2 separate regions of the Mus musculus genome follow, and region 2 is linked to region 1. The links are chromatin contacts, called in public Hi-C maps. All regions are on one chromosome and are shown on one strand. Each heading gives the region's core, a stretch centred on a gene start, on an enhancer-like site or on the middle of the called end of the contact. The rest is flanking DNA. Distances are from core to core; before and after follow the strand shown.

Region 1 (7,400 bases), core at 2,607-5,106:
TCTAGTTGGCCTGGAGGCAGGTCTCTAGGAAAATTATCATAAGTTTGTTAATGTAACAGAATCTGCCTATTGAAAGTAGCACCATTCCCTGGGCTTGTGGCTCTGGATTACATAAGAATGGGGGGAGGGAATAAAACAAACAAGCAAAGTAATGACCTTGGATGTATTCATTTTCCCTCTTGACTCATGACTATGGACATGACAAGCTGCTTCAAGTTCCTGTTACCATGACCTCCCCCACAATGGTGGACTGTAACCGCAAATTGTGTGGGGGAAAAAAAACCCCAAAAACCAACTTCACCCACTAAGCTTCTTTTGTCAACGTATTTTATCACAGCAACAAGACAACAAAGCCAAGGCAACTGATTTGACTGTGGCAACTATTGTTCTCTTAGGATCCGAATTACATCTGCCAAGCAGCTCTGGGGTGGCACTTCAGCAGTTTTCTGGGCTCTTTCGCCAAGCTTTAAATAGCTCACTGAGATCATTGAGAATTGGTGCCAAGTGAAAGGCTTCTTTCTGATGGATCTGCTATTAGAGGCCACTGCATTATCAACCTTCAAAGATTTCCTTAACCATAAAGTAATTCTGAATGCAGTGTCAAGAGAAAAGCTCCAACATGCCATAAATCCAATTTAGAAGATACATAAAAATCAAAGGGTGGGTCCACTAGTTTAAATGGCATATGAATTTAATGGTAATGTCACAAACTAATGGACAAAAAAGGATATCCCCAGAATCAAAGGGCTCCAGCATTTCTCAGATAGTGACCTTCAGCCATGTTAACTTACTTTGCCACATCTCAGTCTCTCAGCTCTATAACGAAGCCTGAAAACACCTTGATTCTGAAATCACCTCCAAGATAGCATCTGGGATTGACTGGGTGGCCTGAGCATTCTTCCCATATACCCTATGATTTTAGAGCTCTTGGGGGTTTGCTTTTTATTGTTGTTTCTTCTTGTTTTAGTAGCTGCTTATTGATGTTTTTTAAAATTATTGTTATGCTTTTGTTTTTTGTTTTGTTTCATTTGTTTGTTTGTTGAGACAGGGTTTCTCCTTGTAGCCCTGGCTGTCCTGGAACTCACTCTACAGACCAGGCTGGTCTGGAACTCAGAGATCCCCTGCCCCCTGCCCCCTGCCCCCTGGCCCCGGCCCCCGGCCCCTGGTCCCCACCCCCCCCCCCCCGCCCTCTGCCCTCTGCTTTTTCCTCTGCCTCCTGTTATAATTAAAGGTGTGTGCTACCACCAGGCTTATTGTTATTTTTATGAATGGGTCTTGTATTCACCATATTGCCTACATTAGCTTTGAACCTGAGTTCCTCAGCCTCCTGAATGCTAGATGAGTCACCATACAAAGATATGATATATTTTAGAATCTCTATTATACAAGCGTATCACGCTAACATGCATGTCCCCAGCCTCACTCTACAGAAGGAAGGATGGGTGTCTGGATTACTTTCAGGGTCAGAGAAAAGGCCAGAAGCAGCAAAGATTCAGATTGAAGATGTTCCATTGTTGCTTCCCCGCTGGGCCAGGTAACTCTGCTCTAGGGACTCATGGGCCCTGCCACTTTTCCCATCAGTTACAGCCACGTTCTTTATTATTATTTATATGTTATTTTTTTAAACAGCATAGAATATGTTAGATACCACTTTGACCTTTCTGAACAGCATGGTTTTTGGTTCCCTTCCCCCTGTCTCCCCAGGTCTCTGCTATCCCTGACCCCCTCTGTCTTCTTTCTACCTACCCCTCCCCCATCCTTTTTCATCACTCAATATCCCCCTCGCTCAAGTCTCCTTTCTGGGTTTTTAGACTTTACTCACCCTTAACCCGTTTACATATACACATGTATGCATTACAGCCTATGACTCACATATGAGAGGGAACCTGCAGGTTTTCTCTTTAGCCACACTTTTTATAATAGCTTATCAAGTGACTTAAGAAACTTGTTATCACAAATTACCATAATTTTCATGTCAGTTCAAAATTAGGAAACATTTTAACACATTTAATTGGACAGAATGCTAGGGATAGGGAGTGGAATGAATGACTGATGACAGAGAAGGCAGCCCAGAATATCCCGGACTCTTCACTCTGGCCCACCCGGCCTCAGACCTTCTATTTCTTCAGATCTTCCATCCCTCTTCCTGTCCCTCTTGTCAATTCTCTGCTTCTTTCCTTATTGCTACTCCATCTACTGTTTCTTCTGGCCACCTCTAACACATCTAACTGCCTTCCTTCCCCCTTCTTTTTACGTTTTTACTAGCATTCTGAGAGCCAGGAAACAAGATGCCCACACATGTTGAAATCAGAAATAATGTACTGGGACAAGAAGTAATCCAAGATTCCCACTGAGGGAAATGACAAGCTTGTGCTACCTGCCAGCAGCCCTGTTGCCAGTGGAATCAAAGGAGGAGACTGTCATTCTCTCTGACTATAGAACCCATGCTTGGCTTCAAAGGCAACATTGCTTGAGTTTCTGTTCTGACTTTGCGGAAGGCCTCTCTGCTACCAGACATTGGCTAATTCTTAGTCCACAGAGGCTATAATGGTGACATAGTGAAACCAATGTGCCAGGAACAGGTCAAAAGGAGGTCACTCTCCTGAGCGGCATCTCTGATGAGAACCTTCATAGCGTTAGACATCTGTGACCCAGCCAAGTAGTGGTGGCCGGGTCATTGCTATATATAGAAATAACAAGGGGTGGGCTGAGGATCTGAGCTTACAGAGCTGGAATTTGATCTTTTAGACTTTGATCACAAGTGAGACAAAACCTGGAAGAGAGTACACCAAATGTCAGGGAACAAAATGGCACTGTTCTCACAGAAACAACAAGAAAGGAAGGAGCTTGGGCTACCTGGGTCCTGAAAGGCTATGTCCTCTACATCCTCTGCCACTAAATTATAATCACCAGGACATTTGTCTTACAAATAAATTATTCATTGTCACTATTATTCCAGGGCCCTCATGAGTATTTGTTCCCCACCTACACCCACGAGTCTCCTTTCAGGCAACTCTTCATGAACTGCTCTCGACTCTGGGATAGATGGCTCGCTTCTGCCTCACAGTGCCCTCAGAGGACTGGATCTCACATATGCACTAAAGGTGAGCTCTCCTGTGCCTGCAAGCTTCTCATCTGTGAGGGTGGAGCTTGTAATGTTGGCTCATCATTGGTGCCCTAGTGATTCGTCGGGTGCACATGTTCGTTTTATGTTTGAATAAATGAGTAAATGCAGGTCTTTGTGTCATCTGTGCTATATTCTCTCCTCCTTCCAAACAGAGCACTGCAACCATACTCCATGCAAATACAAAGGCCCAAGAAGAGGTCCCTAAAAGAACTGATAGAAGGCACCCTCGGCAGGGACCAACAGTGGCTTTTCCTTTTCTTAGGGATAAGTAAAGCAGCCAGGGCCATGTAGGTATAGTCTTAGCTTCCAGTGGAGAAGACAGTGCCCACACAGATCACAATGACTTTAGAAATCCACCTTTTACTGTGATTAGAACCAAAAGAAATAAAGAAGAAGCTCGCAGGTCTAGCTTCCAAAGCCTAACAGAATCAGCTGGTACTCCATACCATGGCCCCAGAGGACCATGGGAGTTGTTCCTATGTACATATTATTGAAGCATCAATTTCGTAGAGATCTGAGCAGGAATTTTAGGCTCTGCATCATGAAGCTATCTTATACCTTTCCTGAACTTTAATTCCGTTTCAACGGGGGTAAGGCAAAATAAAAAAGGAACAGCTGGCATTTTCCTTGATCACTCTGAACAAAACCGGAAATACTTTGTGCTTCTGGGACTAGGGGAAGGGTAAGATGAGCTGCAAAGCCTTAATGGGTCCTTAAACAAACAGGCTGTGCAGCCACAGGGAAAGCGTTGACGAGGCTGTGTCTTCATTATGCCTCCTTTAAAGACCTAGACGATTTTAAAAGAACCACACAAATTCTGTTTTTAACTTGCATAAGAAGCCTGCAGTTAATTTTTATGAGCATATTTTAAACTCCTGCAAAAGAGCTTTGCTAAAAATCCCTGACAGAGCTTCATCAGCAAGCTTTAAGGGGCTCTTAAGAAAATAGACATTTTTATTTCCCTTTGTGCATTTTCCCTGAAAAGCCAGGTCATATTTGGGTAAATAATATTTAAAGGGCAGCAACTCTTGCTTAGTGATCCTCACTTGGAAAAAGCCAGTAGTACAGGGCCGTCCCCTGACTTTAATGTTAGCTACAAACCATCAAAGGCAAGGCTAACAGATCTCTGTTTAAGAGTTTTCTCAGGTTGGGTAAGTACCATTGAAACACATTATAAAACACACCTCCAGCTTCTAGTTGCATCCTCTCTGTCCTGAAAGGTCTGGTCCATCTGTGAGTTTCTGTTACTATTCCTTCAGTTGGTCTAGGTATGTGTGGCAACCTTCATGAACCTGATAGGCTCTGACTTGATCTGTGTTTACATGTAAATTAATCAAATTTAAGAAACAAACAAACAAACAAACAAACAAAAAAACCCTCTGCCATACAATTAATGCACATACCTAAAAGTGAAATCATGGTTTAACTAATTCTAGTCTTTCCTCCAAATATCTATAGGGTACTAAAGTTACCAGGATGGAGCAGGTGTCTCTCCTGACAAGGAATGTCTACCAACTGACAGCATAAGGGAGCTAACCCTACAGGTTAAAGGCAGATGTTTTTTTTTTTTTCTTTTCCTTTCATGTCTTTCTGCAGCCTGAATTCCACCATTCTCTCTCCTCCCAAAAAGTGGAAGGCCCAAAATGTGCCAATGTCCCAACTGCTTCTAAAAAGTTGAACTAGCATGGGCATTTCTACATGCCCCTCACACTCCTGAGATAGAGGGACAGGATGGAGCCAGGCCTAGCAGAGGATAGATTCAAGAGTAGGAATGAGCACAAGCTCAGGCCAAGAGTCTATTGTGGCACCAGGACATAACAACTGGTCATCAGAAAAGTCCCTGGGCTTGGTGCCACAAAAACTCTAAAGTTCAAAGTCCCTACTATCACCTCTAGACCCTACCATTTTCCAGACACTGGACCTTAGCCTTGTCCACCACTGCAAATATACTATATCTGTAAACTGCTTAATATATGGCCAGAATTGAAATGTGTGTGTGTGTGTGTGTGTATACACACACACATATATGTATATAGTATTTCATATATATACTAACCCTACAACAACTATATATATATATATATCCTACAACAAAAGTATCCAATCTTTTTTTCTTGTTCCCCCTGAAGTGTGAGGACCAAATATAAATATATTCTTTTAATCATAATCAAATGTTCTTTTAATCCTATTATTACCAGAATGGAAGGGAAAATTATTTTAGGATTTAAAAAGAAGGAGCTATTGTTAAGTGTCTCTGTAGATCCAAATTTGGAAGCAGGACATGAAGATTTACCAGAACTCAAGATTTCACTACTTCTGTGAAACCAACCATGTAGACTGCAGATGTGTCTGAGGAAGCAGACAGCTTCTTCTGTGGAAGAGCCTACAGAGAGAGAGAGAGAGAGAGAGAGAGAGAGAGAGAGAGAGAGAGAGAGAGAGAGAGAACGCTAAGGATCATGGGAAATGCAGCACCACTCCCCCCTTCAGCCTGAGTGGAAGAAGTGACAGAGCAGAGCAAGCTATCCGCGCACACAAGCTCCATGCCAAGCACATAAAACCCTGTTTATACATTTTCCAAGCTTGTATCTCTCAACAACTGACTCTGTTAGAGTCCTGGAGCCCGAAAATATCTCCTGTACCCTACTCTACCTTCTCACCTGACAGATGAAAAGCCCAAGGTCCAAAGAGATACGGTAACCCCCTCCAAGTGTGTCAGTGTTTGCTTGTCATCCAAAGATAGAACGGGCCAAAACCCAACCATCTGCGTGACACGGCACAGGGAGGCCAGCCAGACCCTGACAGTTTCCTTCCATTTCCTCAGTTTCCTCCTTTCTAAAGCTCATACACTTTGGGGATGGTGATGAGAATCCAAAGAGAAAGAAAGTATTAGCCATGTTGCCTGCCTGGAACATAAACATCTACAATAGGTGTGATTGTTTTTACATCTGTTAATAGCCTAATGGTTTATGGAATTATGACATCAAGAATCAAGATAACTTTAACAATTATTATTTTAATAACAGTATGCCCAGCATTTCTTGACTATATGCCTGCATATCTTACTAGCTGCTTTAAATGCATTATCTCCCTCAACTCTCCCAATTCCACACCTAGAGAAGCCCACAGATTTCTTGATGGTCAATAAAAGATGCTCTTAGGATATGAGTATAGGCCTCACAGTCTCCTGAGTTCCTGCGGTTAAGCCAGATGAAAACTCACTTTGTACAGATGACAGTAAAATAAAGAAAATGAAAATATGTTATTTTATAGAGTAAGGTCCTGGAGTCTTTTTCCAAACTAAAAATATATGAAAGGCTTCATTTTTAAGGGAGGGTATCAATCACTTCACTTAACCAAGTCATGCCGCTATAATAAATGTCACGGGTGAGTGTGAGTTCATTCGGTGTCAGCCTAGTCCCTCCTTTAACAGGGAGCTAGAAGTTAGTCCTGCCATCCTAAGATACAGCTCCGGTTTACACTAAAATTGCCCGGCTTTTCTATTGATTATTTGAGGTACAAAAGCTTGAGAACTGGCCGCTTTTTATTTGATGTGTCCCTTGTATCCATCAAACTTGCTTGAGTGTTACCTGCTACTTAATGTAGGTTGAAACTTCTAAGTCTGACTTCCACAATGGCTGGCAGCATGTCGTCTATTTGAACACTGGTCAATGGTCTTTGAAGATTTTTTTGAGATTTTTTTTTTTTTTACTTATGCACACTGTTAACAAAGTTAATTTTATCTACTCCACCCCTAGAGATAAGATAGAAGTTGGAACATGCAGGAGAGATATTATTTAAGGGTGCTCAGACAACTCTCAAAAAGTCATAACATCAAGGAAAAGGCCTTCGTGTTGCAAAATGTGAGCAGGAGAGGGTGTCTTACATTGTGAAATCTACAAGGATCTCACTTTTCTGGAACTCCCTGACATCTGAGCCCTCATGCTGCTGGAAGCTATCCAAGAGCACCATAAAATCAGGGCTGGTCCTCTCTGAACTGAGTCCAGATCATTTCAAAGTGAGGCAAGGCAGGGAAATAAATATTGAACCTAGTTAAATGTTGCTTGAGATTATGCTTGGCACGGAGAGTCCAGCCTCTGATTTGCTCTTAGGTTACATGGGTTATTTTTTTTTTTAACTCAAATGGGTATGCCAGGGTGGATTCCTTCAATGGCAGCAATTATGTGCAAGCGCAGTTGTATTTCTGCCACATTTAGTGAAATGAAATATAAAGATTTATGAGATGGCATAGGGTGGGTAAGGAGGTGTCCAAAGC
Region 2 (7,607 bases), core at 4,378-6,877, 190 kb before region 1:
GGGATGCTGAGTGAGCTGAGAAGTTTGTGAATCCAAGGCTAAGTAGAAGTTCTTGACTGTAGAATTTTCTTGGCTGTAACTTTCAAGGTTTGAAAGTTACCAGTGTGCATGGCATGGGTGAGATCATCTGATGAGTATGTCAGATGGGAAGAGGACATGTAATAGCTGGGCTGGGAAAGAGAAGAGAGCTGCAGGAGATTATAAAGGAAGGGCAGGCCAGCAGGTGAGGAAGAAACTTAGTCAGTATCCTGCCAGTGAAGTGGAGACTTCTTGCTGAAGGTGAACATGCAACAGCTAACAGCATGACAGGCCTCTGAGAGATCCAGTCATTTGAGGAAGTATGGCTGAAAGCTGCATCTTGGTGACTGCTGGTGGCACTGGTCAGAAGAAGGAAATGTGCTAGATTTAGCAAGGAAGACCAAGGGGGATGGCTGGCAAGGACAGAGGCATTGGAATGATGACAAAGGCTAGAAATTTGCTTTGAGGGGGCTCCAAGGAAGAATTTTAATTTAACTAGGTTGTCTTTGACACATACATGTGAAGTTATAAAGAAAGGTAGAGTTATCAAAGTTAAAAGATAGAGGCAGATAGGATTCAAAGACCAGAAGGATGGAGAAATCTTAGAATGAAGAAGAACCAACTCCTTCACTACAGCTAGAAGGGGAAAGGAAAAAGACAGATGTGGAAAAGCATGCAGGTCTGTTGCCAGATGCGGAAGCCATTGCCGTAGCGTGGTGTCTATCAATTCGTAGAAGCAGGAAGTGGTATCATCTCCTGTAAAGAACTGCAGAATTAGAGAGTGGAGAGATCTCAAACAGGTTCAGAAACTCAAGGTGGAATAGAATCCCTGAGCAGGGTCTGTGGCCAGGGAAGGCTGTGCTGTCATCTGACCTGCCGATGATGTCTTACCACAGTACCCAGCAAGGGGACTACTATATCTAAGAAGATGGATAGCTTACCCTCCAGATGTGATGAAAGAACGCGGGAGAGAGGAGCTGGTGGTCAAATAAATCCACAGAAGGAAACCAAAACGGACAAACAAAAAATGCAATGGAGAAAGTAGCTATTGTTCGCCCCTGGCGAAGTTGGAATGGGTTCTGATTTCCATAGAGAAGGATTGAAAGGCAAACCAAGGGATTGCCATTGATGATGGAGGGAGGGAAGGGAGGAAGGATGATGGGGTGGACAAGAGAAAGTTCCCAGGCAGTGAGGAAATGGTTGTAAAAAGCATAGAGGCGTGGCTACAAATGGTACAGCCAGCTTCAGTGGAAGGGGAAGCGAGGGCTACAGAATACTGCTGACAGAGTGGCCTTGAGTGGTTCTAAAGGCTCCAAAGCTTTGCCCAGTAGGGGCTCTGAAAGAGTTTCTCTACCTCTACCCTGATAACCTGACCTTTTCAACCTTTCATCACTATTCATATTTCTCTTCCTTCCCCCTTTTCTATTAGATTCCCTCTGGAAATAAAGTATTTTTCTTTGTATGGCTTCCTATTTTAATAAATGACACCACTATCCATCAAGCCCCAACCTGGAATCACCTTTCATGCTCACCCCACATATTGCATCCATTGGTAGATCCAGTTCTTTGATCTCCACACGCCATTGTCTGTTGCAGACATTGTTAAGAACCTTGAGTTTAGCTAGCAACCATCATCTCTTCCTCAAATCTGCTCTCTTCACATCTCACTTTGTATGCCTACTGTCCATTCTCCCTCTAGTCTATCTCCTGGAAATATATGTCAGACGTCACTGAAAATAAAACCTGCTCTTCTCCCAACCACTCCATCATACCCTTCAGTCCTTGTTTGGATCCCTGAAACTTAACAAGCTTCATTCTTTCTTAGGTCCTCTGCCACAGCTGTCTTCTTGACTTGGAATGTTCTTCCTAGCAGGGCTCTTTCTTGTTATTCAAATTTCAGAATTAATGCCACCTCCCTAGAAAGTACTTCCCTGACTGCCTGCCCAGCCAAAAGTAGGGTGAACAATACCATCTGTCTTACAGAAACACACATTCCTTACCCTGTCCTTTCTTGTCTACATCTCTTTTCCTTTCCCACCCTTAAAAAAGTTCTCTTTAACCCATTTCTTAAGTTAGACGATAGTATATATAGACATCACTTAGAATTCCCTGAGTACCACTATAAAACTAAATTCATAAAGCCAACACCAGCCTCTTCCTTTTCTTTGTCTCTCCCTGCCTTCCTTCTACTTCCCTTTTGTCCTTCTTTCTGTCCCATTCTCCCTTCTTTTTGCTTTGCATAATTAATGTCATGGACCTTCATGACATGATTGCTCTCTTTTTAAACAAAGTGACAGTTATGGTCTTCAAAAAGAAAGGAGTACTACTCAGTTTGAAGTCCAAAGACTTAGACAATCCAAGTAAAATTCTGTTCTCTCTCTCTCTCTCTCTCTCTCTCTCTCTCTCTCTCTCTCTCTCTCTGATTCTCACTTTTCTTTTATTCAGAGTATTAATGACAACTGAACCCAGGTCACTGTTGAGTGAGACAGTGTGTCAGTTATCTATGAACTTCAATAATATGATATAAAAGACTTGCCCAACACTTAGTGTTAAAATACCCATTCAACATTTCTTTCTTATATGGGTCAGCTTAGCTGTTTTGTTGATCTGGACTGGGCTCACTCACATATCACTAATTGGATGACCACCCAGCTTGGGTAGCTGGCCTAGGATGGCCTTCAACTGAGGTGACTAAGCTCGGTTCCATATGACCTTCTGCCTCCCAGCAGGCTAGTCTGGGCTTGTGCTGCTGTTGGTGGCAGAGTTCCAAAAGAGAAATCAGAAACCCATATGTGTGTTTTAAGTTTCTGCTTGCCTCGAGTTTGCTACCATTCCATAGTCCAAGCAAGTCCACGGCCAAGCTTACTGTCAAGGGCCATGACATGTCTAGGGCAAAGTTCAGCAAACCCATCGCCAGTAGCACACTGAATCCACACAGTGGAATAAAAGCATAACGATGGGGTGTCTCCTCCCCTGAAAAGTTTCTTCAGTGATCCTCCACTGAGCTGAGAAGGCTTTGGTGTGTTTCTAAGCTCGGCATGACTGTTTAGTGAATGTCTAGTAGACTCAGGACTCTGGGTCTTAGTGTTTTGAAGACACAGCAGTGAACATAAAAGGGCATTGCTTCAAACCTCTATCTGGGATTCTGGGAAGAATGGCAGGCACATTGAGAGGAAGTGAACCTGGCTGTTGGCATAGTACAATGGTGCAGTCCTCAAAAAAATGGCTATAGAGATTTGTTATACATCTAAAAGTAGAGCTACCTGCTGTAGCACACAATCTGGGATATGTACCTGACAGACTGTAAGTCAGCCACACCACAGAGATGCTGGCATGGTGAATGTTTATGGCTGTATTGTTCACAGCAGCCACAATACGGACCAAGCCTGGAGGTCCATCAACACATGCGTGAATAAAGAAAACATAGTGCATCTGTAAATAGCCAGATGATGACATTTAGGGGAAAGAGATGAAACTGGAGATCTTTATGCTAAGCAAAGGAAGGAAGGCTCAGAAAAACAAGTGGTATGTGTTTTCTCGCATATGCAAGGTCTAGATTTGTGTGCGTGTGTGTGTGTGTGTGTGTGTGTGTGTGTGTATGTATGTGTGTTCTATCTCACACATACATATGGAAGGGGAAAAGGAGTGAGTGAGAGAGAGAGAGAGGGAGAGAGAGAGAGAATATGTGTGGTATAAAAGCAGAAGGGGAACTATTTGGATGGGGGGGCAGCAAGAATAAGTGAATGGGTAGGGGAAGATAATGGATGGAATAATGAAGAACAAAGGATATCTAAGAATTTGTCACAGCAAAACCCATTACTTCATATGCTAATTTAAAAAATAATAATTAAAAATGCTATTCACAGCACCAGGCACTCTTTGAAGATGGAGACTGAGGCCTTTTAATTTAAATTCCCTCTTCCTAGCAGAGTGCTTGGTGCTGTAAGGATTCCTCAGTGGACAGAGCTCAGAGCACCACATGATGAAGGGAGAATCAGAGCTGAAGGTTTGGTAAGGTACTCGTTGCAGTCCACTCTTCTGTTTTTTGTTTGTTTGTTTGTTTGGTTGGTTGGTTTTTTCAGGAGAAAACACAAGGACTGCTCCTTCCCCCTGGCACTGCCCTTCTAAGATTAGCCCAAGGGAGCCCTCACGATATGACATCTGCTGCTTATCAGTGATTGTGACCAAGGGTGCTAGAATCCAGGCTCTTCTGTCTCACAGCAGCCAGTCATGGTGGCAAAGTCAGAGAAGACAGAGAAGGACAGCCACAACTGGCTCATGTCTTCTGGGACTGTAAAAGTGGGGATTAACCGTTTTGAGGAGAAAGGCTCTATTATCCCTGTTTCCTCAGTGTGAATGAAAGATAGACTTGGGCCTCAGTTAACAATGGTCGCCATTAGCCACTGGAGTTCCTCTGTCATGTAGCTGTGTGCTAGAGCCTCTCTTAAATGTTACCAAGGCCTCTTTTCATAGAGAACCCTGGCTACTTGAAGAGACTAGTTGATTTTAAAAGTGCTGATATGTCATTCCATGTTGTATGAATGCATGAAAATATAATTAGAAAACGTTTCAAACATTTAACGTATTGATGCGGCTCCTCGTGGTTTTTTTTTTTTCTTTTTTATTGTCCTCTTGTATATTATATCTCAGCCATAGTTTCCCCTCCCTCTTCTTTTCCTAGTCCCCACTCCATTCCCCAGATCTCAGTCTCCTTCAGAAAAGGGCAGGCCTCCTAGGTATATCAAGTAAACATGGCATATCAAGTACAGTACGACTAGGCACATTGCCTCCCATTAAGACTGGATCAGATAACACAGTAGGAGGTAAAGGTCCCCAGAGCAGGGGACAGTATGGACAACCATGACATCGATGCACAGGACCTAGGTCAGAGCCATGCCAGTTCTCTGATTGTTGTTTCAATCTCTGTGAGCCCCTGTGAGTTGATTCTGTGGGCTATTTTCTTGTGATTCCCATGACCATCTGGCTCCTACAATCCTTCTCCCTCCTACAGCTCCACTTCCACAGGATAACTCAGCTGGTAGAGTGAATGATTGTTGTGGGTCTTAACTACTTGGCCCAGAGCCCCGCTCCCCCTCCTTCCATCACACGGGGAACTGTCACAGTGTGATTCTTGGTAGACTCCTCTCTTTACACGGGCATTCTTACAACAGGACCCCTGGTAGCTGGCCAAACCCACCTCATACTCTAACAGAGCAAATCAGATTCTATTTTCCTTTTCTTTTCTGCCCCGGTAATTTGTCCATGTGACCAAGCCCAGGCAGTAACATGGTCCAAGTGCCCAAGTTTGGCAGGAGACAGGGCTGCCTGAAACCTATTGGCTTGTTCCATAGCCCCAGATTCATATGCTGAATACCGAACTCAAAGCACATTTAGAGATAGGGTCATTAGAGAGAAAGTCAAGTTAGAATGAGCCCTAATCCAGCCACAGTTTGGAGACCTGTGTGTGTAGAGGGGAGACAGTGTGAACAGACATAAGAGAGCACTAAAATCACACAGGGACAATTATCTACACGCCAAAGAGAGAGGCCAGGAGGCGAACCGTCCTTTACAACTCCCCAAAGGACTAACTCTGATAAAATCCTGGCCTTTGAGTTTCCAGAACCTTGAGACAATAAATCTCTGTTGTTTAAACTGCCTGCCTATGGCACTTTGTTATAGCAACGCATGCAAACTAATATACTAGCTCCCCCAGAAAATTCCCCTGGTGTAGTTTTGGCTCTTGTCCTGGCCTTCTTGAGTTCTTGGCTTTTCATCTTCTAGGCATTTATGAAGCTGTTAAATCTGTCTTCAAGAAATTTTTTTTTTCAGTAAAATTGATCCAGAGTTTGTTGTTTCCAGCTAAGAAGCCCAGTGAATACAAATACCATGTTCTGGAAAAGCTTTCTCTCTATAGGGAACTTGGTTGTCTTTCTTGGAAACAGCTTGCGATTGTGCGTTCCCTGTGGCGCACAGCTTTGTTGGATTGGCATATCTGTGCTTCCTTTGTGGTTAGTGGGTTTTTGACTAATCTAACCCTGCTTTTTTTTTTCTTTCTTGCATTTGATTTTTTTAAATGCAGTTTTCTTATATAAATTACCTCAAGATTGGCAGATTGTTTGACTCTCTTCATTGAAACATGTAGAGTCAGATGTCATTCATACCAGCCCACCATGGGTGCAAGGTACCCCCTGCAATGCAGGGACGCTTAGCGTATCAACAGGGTGTTGCTAGCTGCAGTTATTAGAAGTGTAGATATGAACTAGACATTCCAATTTTATTACTGTTTTAAAGTGTGTTCTAAGCCACCTGCCCTGCTATCTTTGTGTTCAGGCACATCAACAGTAACTCTTTGTTAGTGTGTTTTCCCAAAATCAGCATTCAATCTAGAATGACAGGGTTCTGTTCTTCTATGTGTTATGACTCTGAGTTAATGTATCCAGGTCTTAAGTCAAGCTTTCTTATCTGACCAGAGTGTTACATTAGCTCCAAAATCTAGTGAATTGAGATAGATTTTGTTGGTAGTTATGTCTCTAACTTAAGAGACTAAAACTACAACTAAGAGGCAGGGTTTCTACCTCAAGTTTGCAGAAATAAGGGAAAGCGGAGAATACAATAGCAGAATATGGTGCCAGCTTTTCTCCAAAAAGGGCAGAAAAGAATATGCAGAATATAATGCTCATATTTAAAAGACAGTTGGCCTGCAGAGATGGCTCAGAGATTAAGAGTACTGACTGCTCTTCTGAAGGTTCTGAATTCAAATTCCAGCAACCACATGGTGGCCCATAACCATCCATAATGATATCTGATGCCCTCTTCTGGTGTGTCTGAAGACAGCTATAATATACTTACATATAACCAGTAAATAAATCTTTAAAAAAAAACCTGTTGCATAAATTTATCTTCTTTAATTCTTGTATCAGCCTTCTGATATTGATATCATCTCATTATTGTGCAAATGTGATCTCACAGTGACAGTTGGCCATGTCAATCCAAAGCATGTTCTTTCTACACTGGAACCGTAGTTTCGACATCACCAAAGAGACTCGAGAATAGCAGCAGCATTTCCTCCACTCAGGGAAACTGGAGACTGAATGGAAAGAACAGGAGGTCAGGCTGTTTCCCAGAGAGCCTAGCAGGGCTGAATGGCAGGATCAGCTCTTAGGACCCCCATCCTGTTCTCAGCTCAACCTACAGTATAGATTAGGTCAGCCATCTTCAAGGATCCTCCCTATTCTACAGTAAGGTGTTGACCTGCCCATTTTGAATAGATAGACATAACTTGACAGTCTTTTCTGCCTATAATCTCAGAGTTTGTGATGGGAGAATTTGGTGCATTTTCTATACATCATTGACAAATGTGGGCCTTAGTTTCTCTGAGAGAAAAGAGATAATAGTATATAAACTTATACATTATTAAGTCACTTACTTTCCAGAATTCCTGGTAATTTTATCTCTACTGAGTAAGAGATGCTGGCACTGTGGTAGCCGATACCAGGACCAAATCCAGACCCCTTCTTCAGTTGCTGCTCTTTCCAAACCAAGATCCATGAGTCAAAGTCAAAACCACATTTTTCTCATAACCTAAGTAA

The links. A called contact is a pair of places that touch in the nucleus more often than the background predicts.
Region 2: a Hi-C map of uterus shows a contact between it and region 1, with 1.9 times the contacts expected there. The contact joins two enhancer-like sites. A contact is called at or near these places in 7 of 484 Hi-C or Micro-C datasets (cerebral cortex, cumulus cells and uterus) and 1 of 115 datasets of contacts at active chromatin or transcription factors (cardiomyocytes).

What each region holds. Positions count from the first base shown.
Region 1 is chr13:101,311,822-101,319,221 of GRCm38.p6, reverse strand. No RefSeq gene overlaps it. Among named protein-coding and RNA genes, the nearest start is that of Gm36427, 9.6 kb to the right of the region's middle. Within about 2 kb of position 3,856, at least 7 of the 459 cell types and tissues checked have an H3K27ac peak or open chromatin away from gene starts, as enhancers often do. A contact at or near this core is called in uterus, where this site is marked.
Region 2 is chr13:101,499,636-101,507,242 of GRCm38.p6, reverse strand. No RefSeq gene overlaps it. Among named protein-coding and RNA genes, the nearest start is that of Gm36475, 37 kb to the left of the region's middle. Within about 2 kb of position 5,627, at least 10 of the 459 cell types and tissues checked have an H3K27ac peak or open chromatin away from gene starts, as enhancers often do. A contact at or near this core is called in uterus, where this site is marked.